3 separate regions of the Mus musculus genome follow, and all the other regions are linked to region 3. A link is a contact called in public HiChIP or PLAC-seq and promoter capture Hi-C data. All regions are on one chromosome and are shown on one strand. The core of a region is the stretch at or near the end of the contact, and the rest is flanking DNA. Distances in the headings are between cores, read along the strand shown. Region 1 holds the start of B4galt7 (xylosylprotein beta1,4-galactosyltransferase, polypeptide 7 (galactosyltransferase I)). Region 2 holds the start of Cdhr2 (cadherin-related family member 2). Region 3 has its middle 28 kb from the start of Nsd1.

Region 1 (4,532 bases), core at 69-2,568, 420 kb before region 3:
CCATACCTGTGACTTTGTTATTGTTATGGATCATAATATAAATATCTGATGTATGCAACCCATGGGGGGGCGCGACCCACAGGTTGAGAACCACTGGACTAGCCCAAGGTCCAAACAAAAAGATGCTTCAAGCCTAAAAGTGTAATGCCCCATAAATCTAGGCAGGAAAATCACCTCCGCCATTCTGTTTCAGTGAGAAATATCTTAAACTCGGGTATGAGCCAGACTCACACCTAACACTTAAAGCAGACCCCCACACAAGTACAGCAGCACAGGAAATGAACTACTGGGTGTGTCTAGTATAAGACAGGCAATGGCTAACCAACCAGGAAGAGAACACAGGAAGCTCTGTCTGGTGTGATCTTCCCGGCCAACCGCAAAGTATGAGAGGGCATGAAGGCGAAGGATAGGATTTGAAGTCACATGGATATGACGGGGCAGACAGAAAATAAATAAATAAATAAATAAAGACCTTCAGCGCCACAACACAGAGAGATCCGCTGTAAGAAACGAACAGAATCATCTGCTACATGAAAACAGACAGACAAACACACAAAGGCACAGGAGAAAGAGTGGTTCTCAGCCTTCCTACTGCTGCAGCCCTTTTATACAACTCCTCACGGTTGTGGTGGTCCCCAACCATAAATGTCGTCGTTATTCCACATTTGTGGTTTTGTTATTGTTATGAATCGTAACATAAATGTCTGATATATGCAACCCAAGGGGGCCGCGACCCACAGGTTGAGAGCCACTGGACTAGTTCGCGGTCCAAACAAAAAGATCAATGGAGAGAGCAAGGCAGAGACCCAGACACAGGGACGCGCAGAATAGAAGCTAGTAGGAAAAGAGAGCCGTGCAGACAATACCAATGACGTTCCCCCCACCCCCAGAGAACCACAAACACTCAGGGTGACCCCCAGAAACCCAGATGCGACAGCGTAGGGCTGCTAAGATTTGCAGGAGGTCGAGAAAAGGAATGGCACCCAGGGGGACGCGGCTCCTGCCCGTTGCGGCCGCTCACCTGCCATCCTCCCAGGGCAGCTGCGCCGCTTTCCTCCGGGAGGGCAACATCGTGGCGGGACACAGCAGGACATGGGGCTCTGGCTCAAAGCCCCGCTGCCCGGCCTGCCCAGCCTACGCGGCGTCTCCGCCCCCGCCCCGCCCCCCGGTCCGCCGAGTCCGTCCCTCCGGTTGGGCCGGCTGCACCTCAGAGCCACAGCTTATAAGGTTCTGCTGTCTGGAGAACCGATGGCGGGACCTAGCTAGGTTCTCACTACATACAAGGGCCCACTGGATGTCACAAGAAAGGGAGTTCCCTCCCATCACCCAAGTCAAAGGCGACCAAACAAGCTAGAGACTAGCTGGAACTAGACGTGTACTGCATAACAGAACGTCTGGGATAAGGTACATCTTCCTCCTTTTTCCCCCAAGTGAAGGCTGGTATCATCGCAGCATTCCTACGGTCAGCCCAGCAGAGAAAGCACGTACTCTTGGAGCATAAGATCCAGTTCAGAATTCGGAGCTGATCTCGGAAGACTGATTGTGCTTCAAACACTGCTCTGATAATTTAACAACGCTGAGGCGAGTCGATTTCTCTGTGACGGTTTCATCACTTGGGTTATATAAATTGTTCGTATTCTGTGTGGTCATTGTAGGAAACGAAAACCCATTTGGTGCAGTGCTTGGCACAGTCACACTATATAAATGCTGTCGTCCGATTTGAGAACCTAAGGAATGAATAGGAGACTGAGCCGCCTCTTTGCCTGTGTGAATTTATCTACTCTCTTCCCCTCTTCCCCACCTGGGAAAAGAGAGGCAGTTACTAGACTTCATGTCTGTTCTTTCAGGCAAAATTTAATATTCTAATAAGTACCTAACATTTATTAAGTTTTACTTTGTGCTACTCATTTTTTTTTAAGATTTAGTTATTATATGTAAGTACACTGTAGCTGACTTCAGACAGTCCAGGAGAGGGCATCAGATCTCATTACGGATGGTTGTCAGCCCGTGAGCCACCATGTGGTTGCTGAGATTTGAACTCAGGACCTCTGGAAGAGCATCGAGCCATCTCTCCAGCTCCTGTTCTAAGTTCTTTATGGCTGTGCTTTTATTCAGTCTTTATGAATAGGTATTATTTCCATTGTGAAGATGAAAGGACCAAGGCACAGGCAGGTCATTGGTTTGTGTGCACAATCTTTCCAGCCACAATCCATGATCTCCAATTTCAAGTGCATTGTTTCAAGGTAGATCTTCACTATTGGTTAAGTTAATTGTTCTTAACTTTCTTTCCCCTCTTAAACCCTAACAAACACAACTCAATGATTTGCTCTGTGGCTCACCTAGGGCTCTGCATCCCACACCAGAAACTTACCAAGTCAACCATAGATGGGGCAGACCTTTTTTTTTTTTTTAATTTTCTTTTAAGATTTATTTTATATATGTGAGTACACTGTCACTCTCTTCAGACACATCAGAAGGCATCGGATGCCCATTACAGACGGTTGTGAGACACCATGTGGTTGCTGGGAATTGAACTCAGGACCTCTGGAAGATCAGTCAGTGCTCTTAACCACTGAGTCATCTCTCCAGCCTGATGTGGCAGATCTTAAAGGCAGGATTGACCTCCTGCAGAGACCAGTTAGGCAGGGCCATCAGGCGATAAGACAGTCAGGTGACCTGTTGCTCTAGTGTTAGACCTCAAACTCAAGAAACTAAATTTTACATAAAAACCCAAATTAGCCAGGCGGTGGTGGCACACGCCTTTAATCCCAGCACTCGGAAGGCAGAGGCAGGCAGATTTCTGAGTTTGAGGCCAGCCTGGTTTACAAAGTGAGTTCCAGGACAGCCAAGGCTGTACAGAGAAACCCTGTCTCGAAAAAAACAAAACAAACCCAAATGAACTGCTTTTAAATCAGTGTTCCGTTATTTGTCATGTTGACACTTGGCACTCTTGGTGAGCAATGTCAGATGGTTTTGACAAACCCGTCAGCACCTGCCCGCTACAAGAAACCATAGCAAGGATGGAGATCGTGATGTTCACAGGTGGAGACTACCCTGGAGTGTGAGGCCTTGTGCCCTCTGGAAGTTACTACTCCCACCCACCCTCTTTTTGTTTTTTCCAGACATGGCTTCTCTGTGTAATAGCCTTGGCTGTCCTGGATTCACTACATAGACCAGGCTGGCCTTGAACTCACAGAGATCTACCTGCCTCTGCCTCCTGAGTGCTGCTATTAAAGTTGTGCACCATCACGTCTGGCCTTGTTCCATTCTCTTAAGTCCAAGTATCATCACACCCACCAAGAGTAACTACAGGGCTGGAGAGATGGCTCAGCAGTTAGGAGCACTGACTGCTATTCTGAAGGTCCTGAGTTCAAATCCCAGCAGCCGCATGGTGGCTCACAACCATCTGTAATGATATCTGATGCCCTTTTCTGGTGTGCCTGAGGACAGCTACAGTATACTTATATATAATAAATAAATAAATCTTTAAAAAAAAAAAAGAGTAACCACGAACAGTTTTTCTTCCTTTTTTTCTTTTTTCTTTTTTATTGGGAAACCAATGTAACAAACCCACATTCATTGAAAATAAACTCAGTAACTAAGACTCTGTAGGCTCTGTTTCCAACCAGCACCAAAGTCTCTGCTTGGTTTGATACCAGTTGTTCAAGCCCCAGAAAGGACAATTGTAACAAACTAAAATCAACCTCTGGGCCCCTTTTGTGCACTGCAACCCCTCCACACCCTTAAACTGACACGCAGCAAACACACCCTATATAAGCAGGCTGGTTCTAAGCCAAAGGCAAGAAAAGCAAAGTTTCTGGAATAGCAAGGAGTCACTGATACACCCTGACCTGCTCAAAATCCCACATTAACAAAGGAAGACAGAAGGAAAATCAGCTTGCTGCCCCACCCACTTCCCTCCCAAAACCTACCCCAGACAGCAACCTCATATCCCTGATCAGTAACACTGAGATTCTGAGACACCAAGGGCATCGCCAGCCCCTGAGTGATTACTGCAAAAGGTCCAGGAGTGGAGGTGGGAGGGCTTGTCCCACTACTGGCTCAGCATTAGCCAGCCAGGCTGCTGTCCTCCACCTGAGCCTGAGGAACGGGGACACGCTTACAGTCCCTCTCTCCTCCAGAACATCTGCGGCTGAAAACCAGTCCTCCTCCTACTTCCCACAGCCTGGAAGAAAGATCGCCTGTGAGGCTTGGGACAGCTGCTACACCAACTTCTTGGCTTCAAAAAAGCTCTTGAGGTGCCGCATCTGCCAGACGCCAATGGCCACGAGGATGAGAGTCTGCAGGATGGACCACCATAGCACTCGCTGGTTGGTGCTTTCGCTGGTTTGTCTGAAGCGCTCTTCTCGCCACTGTTGGGAAATAAGCGGCAAGGCTTAGTAGTCTAAGACTGCTGGAACCGCTGTGTTCCCAGCTTGCAAAGATCCCCAGGGCCACCCACTCTGCCCAAAGTGTGGCCAGATGCCTGTGGGGACTATCTTCATCAGTAGCAGTCGAATGACTGCTGGCAG
Region 2 (4,700 bases), core at 1,528-4,027, 480 kb after region 3:
TCACTATCTCCTGGAAAGGGGAGATGGCTTACACATTCCTTTTTACCTATGGGGACCCTTACACCTCCAGGAAGCTGGGTCTTCTATCTAGCTGTCACAGGGTCATGCCTGACTCATACCTAGAACTCCTTTTGATCCTCCTTCCTATACTGTATGAGTTGACCCCGAGTTTCACAGTCTTGTCCCCTTTGTCACTGACTTTTCACAAACATACTCACTGACCATAATGAGGCCAAAGTTCTGCACTTGGCAGCAGCAGTATCTCCCAGACTCCATCACTTAAGAAAAATGTGTTATGAGATAGGAAAGTACCAGGTGACCAGCCTTACCTCTATAGGCACAGGCACTCTCAAGACCAGACCCGTGCAAGGCTCAGACTGGCTGTGGGCCATACTTCCCACCCTTGGCAAGACAAATTCTTAGGGGACCCAGGTTTCACCTTCCAAGAGTGGATCCCTTTTCCTCTGTGGTATCCAGTACACACACACACACAGTACACACACACACACACACACACACACACACACACACACACACCCTGCGTTCTCTTTACCCTAGATTTGCATGTGTCTCTTCAGCCCCAAAGGCCCTCTTGTGTCCCTTGCCCATGTGCAAATTCTCTCTGTCCTTCAAGACTCACAGCCAGAGCCGCTGAGCTCCAGTCAGGGAACATATGCTACAGGTCATATGGAAGAAGGGAGGCCATGTGCCCAGGCACTGGAGCTGGGCGAACGTCCCCTAGGTGCCCTTTTCTCCTATGGAGGACCACAAGTCAAACATAGGCTCATGTGAGACACCACTGATGCCAGCTCCCAACCACTCTACTTCTTTAAATGATGGGAAACTGGGCCTGGAGCCCAGCCAGTATCCCAGTGCTCAGCAGAGAGGAGGCCCTCTGGTTCTATATAAGGCTGAGCTGTATTGAGAGACCCGTAAAAGGAAAGAGAAGCAAGGAGGGAGGGAGAAGAAGATAGGGATAGTGGAGAAAGATGAAAGAAAGAACAGATCTAGAACCTAGAAATCCCAGGTCCTTGCTCCCAGGCTCCCAGCCCACTGGTTTGGGGCTGGACAGGAGGCTCTCTACCACAGAGAGCATGGTAGCTGTGAAGGACACACCCTGGAATGTGGAGATGGTCTGCTGGACTCTATCAATATGTTCAATTACTTTGTGTCAGTTAAAAACAAAACTGCACAGCTATTCACCTATAAAGTGTCTGAGGAAAAGTCAGGAGCATAGGGGCTCCAGATCACTCTACGGACCCCCAGACCCAGGTCATGCTCTGCCAGGCCTGACACAGCAGGGGTTTCCTCTCTCTTGTCTCAGCGGACACATTGGCCGCAGTTCGACAAGACTCCAGGAAACCAAAGACTCTACAATTCAGTCGACTGGATGTGAAGACCCCAGGACATCTTGGAAGGCTACAGAGGAAGGGAGCCCTCCCCTGCTAAAGGCTCAGCCACGGGCGGGCTCGCTAACCCCACAGCCACCCCACCCTGCCTCAGCCTCCACAGCTCCCTGAGCCCTTCCTTTCGCTTCTGCTTCCTTCCCACAGCTGCCTCACAGGAAGGAAGCAGCTACCTCACAGTTACTCTCCATTGCCCTAAGAAAACAGAGATCAGATCAGAGGGACAGTCAACAACAAAGATAGAAGGTCAATCACCAGCTGCAGGCAAGGCTAGACCCAGGTACCATTCTGCTGAGCCTAACAAAGGTCTCTCCTAATTCCACCAGCCCAGCCAAGTGATCCAGCTCCCCAAGATACGGACCCAGGGACCTTTAAGTTTCCAGGGATACCGGGCTTCCTGTAGCCAGAGATGGTGCCCGCCCTCCTGGCTGCTTCCTCTGAGAGACGGGTATGGATCAGGCCCCAAGTTAGGATTTTAGCATTTCACATACTGTCTGTCCAGCACTGGGCGAGCCTCCCTTGTCCTCAGCTTTGGTTTTCCTCTGAGGAATGAGGTGAGAGCAGGCTATGGCCTAGGCTGGTCAGGGGAATGTCATTATTCTCTGATATGCTACCTGGGACCAGTCAGCATGTAAGTCCTGTTTGAAGACACAAGCTGGCCTGGCTGAGTCTTTACCCTGTGACCAGGACAAGGACTAAGTTAGGGTTGGGACCAGCATCGTTAGTCCTCCCTGAGGTGACCTAGCGTTTGATCTCTGAGTCTGAGAGGGACAGCCTCCGTACCCTGCCATATCTGATTCACGAGCCCTCCAGGGGCTACTAGTACTGTGCCCACTCCACAGACGCAAAGACTGAGGCCCAAAAGCAGTCAGCAGCTCACTCAAAGTCTGCATGGAGCTGAATGAAGATCTGAGCCTGGCGGAGTGGAGCCAGCCTTTCCTCCTCAGGCTCCGGGACAGATTCAGCCATCTTCCTCATCTTCTCCTTTTAGGTAACAGATGAGGTAGCCAATTCACTTCTCAGGGACTTAGGAAGGCAAACAGGAGGTTGCCACTGCCTAGAGAGGAGATCTTACCCTACATTCTAGAAGAAACAGGCTTCACGGGTAGCTTCATCAATTCCCGCCCTCCCCATGACAAGTAGCTAACGCCACAGCTAGCTCTTCCCCTTGGTGTTCCCTCCATACTCCAGATGCCAGGAAACTGAGTCTGAAAGAACTCAAAGTTTGCCTCAATCCCAAGGACAGCCCCCCACCCAGGCTTACCCTCGGGCTAAGAGCCCCCCCAGAAGCAGCTGATCTGGACAGCCCCTGGAAGGGGCCCAGAGGCAGTGATGTACACCAGTCACAGGTGGGCGCCGTCTGGGGCCGGCAGAACACAGCGCAGACTTTGGCACCATCTCCACCTCTTCTGAGCAATCATTAACCATGCAGAGACCACACCTCCTCAGAAGGCACTGGCTGTGACCAGAGCAGGCAAAACCCTGGAGGAATAGGCAGGCCCAGTGACAGAGAAGGGGCAAATGCCCAGCCCAGGGTCTCACTGCAAGCAAGAGGTGGTGACAGTCAGAGGTCATGTCAGGACCTTCTGTCCTCTCCTGGCTCATCTTCAGTGGGGACCTGTAGAGAAAGCGGTGTGGGGAGATCTCTTGGGATGAAGAGACTTGACAGCTATCAAGCCCTTGAGCCCTCAGGCCAAGCCCCGAGGCCGGCATGAAGGGGTACCCACCCTGCAGTTCCAACAAGGCCTTTTCAGCCCTGTATTTGTCCCCTCTAAGCAGGACATCAAAGGGCAGGGCCAACACTGGGCATAGTGGCATATGTCCTTAATCCCAGCACTCAGAAGACAGAGGCAGGTGGATCCCTGTGAGTACCAGGCCTAGCTGGTCTCTATAACCAGTTTTAAACCAGACATAATAAGATGTTATCTCAAAGAAACAAAAACAAGCCAGGCAGTGGTGCCTTTGATCCCAGGACTTGGGAAGTAGAGGCAGGGAGATATCTGAGTTGAGGCCAACCTGGTCTACAGAGCTAGTCCCAGGGCAGCCAGGGCTAGACAGAGAAACCCCGTCTCAAAAAACAAATGAAAACAAAACAAACAAACAAACAAACAAACAAACAAACAAAATCAAAGGGCAGGATCACACACTGCCCCAGGGGCTCCACACACTCCCAGTGGTGGCCTCCCTCGGGGGAACAGGTCCCCAAGTTCATTTCATCTTACCTCATAGTAGGAAGGAGGCCCATGCTGCAGCTCACCAGCCGTGCGCCCCTTCCTGGCTGAGTGGCTGCTGTTCGCTCTGGAGACCGAGGCATCCCTGTGCAATCCTGGTGTGCTGCTGCGGGTTCTCAGGAAGCACCAATCTACCCAAAGAGCTCATGGTTCTGCAAGGTCCCATTGAAGGCTGGCCTCACGTCTCTGAGGAAGGAGGAGAATCTGTATTTGCTGAGCACCTAGTGTGGGCATGTATTTTTCACAACCTACTTCCATAAGGGTTCAACCTCCCCTCTAGCCCACCACCCACCAGAGGTAGTAGGAAAGTTTATTAGAATATGGGGAAGTGAGTGGGCATGTTAGCACATGCCTTTAATCCCAGCACTCGGGAGGCAGAGGCAGGTGGATTTCTGAGTTCAAGGCCAGCCTGCCTGGTCTACAGAGTGAGTTCCAGGACAGCCAGGGCTACACAGAGAAACCCTGTCTCAAAAAACAAAAAACAAACAAAAAAAAGGATATGGGGAAGTGGACCTTTTTTTGTTTTAGATTTATTTTTTTATTTTATGTATATGAATACACTGTAGCTGTCTTCAGACACACCAGAAGAGGGCATCAGATCCCATTATAGATGGTTGTGAGCCACCATGTGGTTACTGGGAATTGAACTCATGGCCTCTGGAAGAGCAGTCAATGCTCTTAACCGCTGAGCCATCTCTCCAGCCCCTGGAAGTGGGCCTGTTTAGAAACAGTTCTTTGGGATCTTCCAATCTTCTTTCTCCTTAGTTCAGTCCACGAGGAAACACCAAACCCCAATCAGCAGCTGCAGTCCAGTCCACTCAACAGACATCACACACGAATCAAAAGAAACTGGGAGTCTCACCAACGGGCTGGAGCTTGCTGAAGCTGCAAGAAGCCACAAGAAACCTCAGGAGTTCTTAGACGAGTTTCTTTCCACCACAAGCAAAGCTCACCAACACAATGTAAGGCCAACCAATACATGAAGGTCGTCAGCGAAGACTAGCGAGTGAGGTGGAACCAGTCAATGCTCGAGCTCCCAGTGTCTGTGGAGTCATATTTATCA
Region 3 (4,708 bases), core at 925-3,424:
GGCTGTATAGTGATTATAGTGAGACAGTCCTGTCTCATAAGGACTGCATGCTTGGGCTGAATTTGCACCCTGTTGCACAATCCTCGCTTAACATGCACAAGGTTCTGGGTTGGTCCCAGCAGCCAAATGTAATATGTAAATAAGTAAATAAAAGTGGCATAATGTTTAGCTGAAAGTGTTTAGTGAGTGCTCTCTGAATATCTGTTTTTTGAAGTTAGAAGAGCCCCAGAATTCAGACTGTAGAGCAAGGGGATCAAAGGACCCCTTCACGGGGGTCACATATCAGATATTTACATTATGATTCATAACAGTAGCAAAATTACAGTTATGAAGTAGCAATGGAAATAATTTTATGGTTGGGGTCACCATACCATAAATGAACTGTATTAAAGGGTTGCATGCAGCATTTGGAAGGTTGAGAACCTCTGTTCTAAAGCCTAATATATATGTATATGTGTGTGTGTGTGTGTGTGTGTATATATACATATACATATATATATCATACATAGATACATAGAATATATAAATATGTATACACACATATATACACACATATGCATATACATATGTGTATACACACACATATATGTGTATGTATACACATATATAAACACACACATAACTGTATATATGAGGGAAAGCAAAGGCTTCACCCCTCAGACCAGCCTTTCTACAACAGAGGTACAGACAGTCTCTCCCCCAACCTCTTGTGCAAGCATGTCTCTCCCCACGAAGAACTCTGCTCTGCCAGCTCAGCTGAAGCAGCTTAGCCTCCAGATGCTGGCAGACAGAGGCTGGAGCTGGACTGTGAGCCTAGGATCAGAAGCTGCTGCAGCCTGATTGGGAGCAACCCTGACCAGGTTCACATTCTGGCTGGGTAATCTTGGGCAGGCTGTCTGACTTGTCAGTTGGGAATTTGAATGGACTGTCCGTCACTGGGATGTGGTAAGAATTCTCAGTAGATCTCTGAGTCACCTAAAGATACTACTATGAGCCGGGCGTGGTAGTGCACGCCTTTAATCCCAGCACTCGGGAGGCAGAGGCAGGCAGATTTCTGAGTTCGAGGCCAGCCTGGTCTACAGAGTGAGTTCCAGGAGACAGCCAGGGCTACACAGAGAAACCCTGTCTCGAAAAACGAAAAAAAAAAAAAAAAGACACTAAAACAAACCATTTATTTAATTCTTTTAGGGGAGTGTGCACCAGTGTAGGTCAGAGGGCAGCTTTCAGGAGTCTGATCTGTCCCTCCAATGTGTGGGTTCCAGTGACTCAACTCAGATCATCAGATTTGGCGGTGAGCATCTTTACCTGATAAGCCAGCCCTCCTTTAGCTCCTGCTTATTAATTATTATTATTATTTTATGTGCATTGGTATGTCCGGGTAAGGGTATCAAATCTTTTTTTTTTTAATTTCTTTTCTTTTTTTTTTGGGGGGGGGTATCAAATCTTGGAGTTACAGACAATTGTGAGCTGCCATGTGGGTGCTGGGAATTGAACCCAGGTCCTCTGGAAGAGCACTCATTGCTTTTAGTCACTGTCTCCAGCCCCACTTAGTTTTTCTATTTTTGCTGACTCAGAGGAGCAGGGCCTCCCTGATGCACTGTCACCCCCATGTGACTAAGCACGGGAATTACATAGAGGAGTTCTCAGGGAGGGAAGGAGCCCTGGACTCCTTCACTGCAAGCCTGGGCTTCCTGGCCCTCGTCACTTCTCTGTCTGGCGTCTCCCGGGCTCCCAAACCCTGAGCTGTCAACGTCTGAGAAGAGAGTAGCTTGCTTCTGGGCTCAGGGCATTTGTTGTGCCTTTTAGGACTCTAGAATGTAGTGGCTCCTTCGTACGCTTTCAAGGCCCCTTATAAAAACTAGGTTTGGCTCGGCCTTAGCGCCATCTTCTTTGAAACTCCTGCGCCACGAGAGGGAAGTGGCGGAAGAAGAGAATGCGAATGAATGCGCAGGCTGAGGCGCAAGAGAAGAGAAGAAAGAAGAGGCAGAGGTCCAAGTAAATTAGCTTGTGCACCCACGAAGCCTGCAGGAGCAGAGAGGTAAGGGATGCCGAAGGCCAGGACACCGGAACAAGTTGTTGATCTGTATGCTGCTGTCGGTAGTAAGTCTCAGTGGACCTGGAACGTGATCTGGCCGAGATCACCTGGGAAAATGACTGCCTTTCTTATAACCCAAACAGTCCGGCTGGCTCTCTGCCCTGGACCTTTGGCATTCTGGACTAGGTCTGTTCTCACTTGTGGCCAAGTGTAACTCGTGTACAATAGATACTCTTGCTGTCAGCTGAAGAATCATAAATAAATAAATAAATAAATAAATAAATAAATAAATAAGAAAGGAAAAACAAAACAAAACAAAAAAACTAGGTCTGGAGGTGCAAGCCTGTAAGCTTGGTGGTGGAAAGTGAAGAGACTCCGAAGTTCAAGGTCAGCTAGGTGTGGGGGTGCACACTTTCTGGCATTTGGGAGGCGGGGTCAGGCCTATCTCTGTGGTTTGAGGCCAGGGGGGACTACATAGTAGGACTAACTCAAATAGAAGTTCCAGGTTATTCTTGGTTACATTGTGACTTTAGGGGCAACCTGGGCTATAAGAGAGTCTATCTTAAAAACAAATTGACTGGGCTGGTGAGATGGCTCAGTGGGTAAGAGCACCCGACTGCTCTTCCGAAGGTCCTGAGTTCAAATCCCAGCAACCACATGGTGGCTCACAACCATCCCTAACGAGATCTGACTCCCTCTTCTGGTGTGTCTGAAGACAGCTACAGTATACTTACATATAATAATAAATAAATCTTAAAAAAAAAAAACAAATTGACAAGAGTCACCACTTTTAATCCCAGCATTCAGGGAGGACAGAGGCTGGAGGATCTCAGTGAGTTTCAGGACAGCCTGGTTTACAAAGAGAGTTACAGGACAGCCAGGGCTCAGGAAAAAGAAAAAAAAAAAAGCAAAACAAACAGAACAAAACAAAACAAAACAAACAAACAAACAAACACCCTGGCAAATGGGAAAGGAAACGCTGCTTGCATTGGGCGCCTTTGACTGGACTTAGGTGACTTGGCAAAGCCTCGGCTTCCTCCTTCCTTATCCGAGCTCTCCCGAGCAAGTGCAGCTACTGCAACAGCGTTCCTATGCTGCTGACGCCAGTGCCGTCCTGGGCGGGATGGGTACCCGTTCCATCCACCTTACAGATACTACTAGGCAGGTTATTATGATGATCATGTTAATCCTCTTTGTCAACTGTTGTATGACAAAGCTTTTCCTGGGGAGATGTCTTAGTTAGGGTTTTGCTGCGGTGAACAGACACCATGACCAAGGCAACTCTTTTTTTTTTTTTTTTTTTTTTTTTTTTTTGGTTTTTCGAGACAGGGTTTCTCTGTAGCCCTGGCTGTCCCAGCACTCGGAAGGCAGAGACAGGCGAATTTCTGAGTTCGAGGCCAGCCTGGCAGCCTGGTCTACAAAGTGAGTTCCAGGACAGCCAGGGCTATACAGAGAAACCCTGTCTCGAAAAAACCAAACCAAACCAAACCAAACCAAACCAAACCAAACCAAACCAAACCAAGGAAACATGATCTCGCCTGCATAGTGGAATGTTTCAATCCTAGAGGAAACTTTCACAACATCAACTTGACTCCATGGAAATGCATCTATAGGCCTGTCTACAGAGCTGTTCCTAGAAAGATGGAGAGTGAGAAACACCAGAGTTCATCTTCTGATGCTTTCTGGTTGTGGGTGCCACATGACCACTCTCCTGCCGCCATGCTGTCTCGGACTGTACCCTCCCACCATGAGCCTGAACAAACCATTCCTTCCCTACTTGCTTGCTTCTGTCACAGCAGTGAGAAACTGGTATGCCCCCATCTTGCAGGAGAGAATGCTGAGTCACACAGGGTGACAGAGCCCTGCCTATAACTGGTAGGCCTGGGTATAACTGGCTGTTCTTATAACTGGGATGGTGGGAGGGCACAGAGACCTTGGCTCAAAGCTCACCTCTTCCTCTGGTAGCTAGCTCCCCAACTTTGCATCTAAGCTTCCTCCTCCGTGAAGTAGGTTGGCAGGTCTCACAGCTCAGCTTCCTACCAGAAGCTGGGAAGTTGGATGTTGGAGGGGTAGGCCTGAAATGTATCCAGAGCTGGCATAACACACACAAGTAAGAAGAGTTCCCCTGGGCTGAAGAGTACCGACTGCTCTTCCAGAGGTCCTGAGTTCAATTCCCAGCAACCACGTGGTGGCTCACAATCATCTGTAATGGGATCTGATGCCCTCTTCTGATGAGTCTGAAGAGAGCAATGATGTGCTCATATTCATAAAATAAATAAATAAAGGAGAAGAGGAAGAAGAGGAGGAGGAGGAGGAGGAGGAGGAAGTTCTCCCTAAGGAGGTCAGTCAGAGGCCTGATCCTTGTCTTGGCTCCAGAAAAGCTAAAGCCAGAGATTGAGAGCCCTAATGCAGGCAGAACCAGCTTGGAGTAAGGTCTCAAGAATCCAAGCCTCCACCTTCTATCTCCCATGTGCCCCTGCCAGCTCCATCTAAACTGCCAGCTCGTACCAGGCAGCTCTGTGGGACTCTTTCCAAACATATGCGCTATCATGACATTTGCTGCTGAAAACCTCACCTTCCACCCTTTGCCAGATACTCAACCCCTTGCCAAGGCCCCTGAGATCTATTGGCACAGCTCTGGCAACTCTAGTTTTCTTTCCAGTCCTTGGCTTC

The links. Promoter capture Hi-C pulls out the DNA fragments that hold promoters and counts their contacts. HiChIP or PLAC-seq counts read pairs in DNA pulled down with a chosen protein or histone mark.
Region 1: a promoter capture Hi-C map of liver shows a contact between it and region 3, with 2.5 times the contacts expected there. The contact joins the promoter of B4galt7 here to the enhancer-like site in region 3. A contact is called at or near these places in 2 of 39 promoter capture datasets (liver and pre-B cells), 1 of 484 Hi-C or Micro-C datasets (B cells), 1 of 115 datasets of contacts at active chromatin or transcription factors (bone marrow-derived macrophages) and 1 of 9 other capture datasets (adipose tissue).
Region 2: an H3K4me3 HiChIP or PLAC-seq map of embryonic basal ganglia shows a contact between it and region 3, with 4 times the contacts expected there. The contact joins the promoter of Cdhr2 here to the enhancer-like site in region 3. A contact is called at or near these places in 15 of 39 promoter capture datasets (the 3T3-L1 cell line, 3T3-L1-derived adipocytes, the C10 cell line and 9 more), 8 of 484 Hi-C or Micro-C datasets (the AML12 cell line, CD8 T cells, the G1E-ER4 cell line and 4 more), 24 of 115 datasets of contacts at active chromatin or transcription factors (the 230-238 cell line, the SCID.adh cell line, astrocytes and 17 more) and 4 of 9 other capture datasets (adipose tissue, embryonic stem cells, liver and 1 more).

The regions. Positions count from the first base shown.
Region 1 is chr13:55,596,682-55,601,213 of GRCm38.p6, reverse strand. B4galt7 (xylosylprotein beta1,4-galactosyltransferase, polypeptide 7 (galactosyltransferase I)) reads right to left here and starts at 1,318. Exons shown (of 6, transcript NM_146045.2): 1 at 1,022-1,318. The coding sequence starts at 1,071. It overlaps Tmed9 (transmembrane p24 trafficking protein 9), which reads right to left. Exons shown (of 5, transcript NM_026211.3): 5 at 3,517-4,373. The coding sequence ends at 4,224.
Region 2 is chr13:54,699,540-54,704,239 of GRCm38.p6, reverse strand. Cdhr2 (cadherin-related family member 2) reads right to left here and starts at 2,777. Exons shown (of 32, transcript NM_001033364.3): 1 at 2,671-2,777.
Region 3 is chr13:55,179,722-55,184,429 of GRCm38.p6, reverse strand. No RefSeq gene overlaps it. Among named protein-coding and RNA genes, the nearest start is that of Nsd1, 28 kb to the left of the region's middle. Within about 2 kb of position 2,174, at least 309 of the 459 cell types and tissues checked have an H3K27ac peak or open chromatin away from gene starts, as enhancers often do. A contact at or near this core is called in CD8 T cells, the G1E-ER4 cell line, the SCID.adh cell line and 20 more, where this site is marked.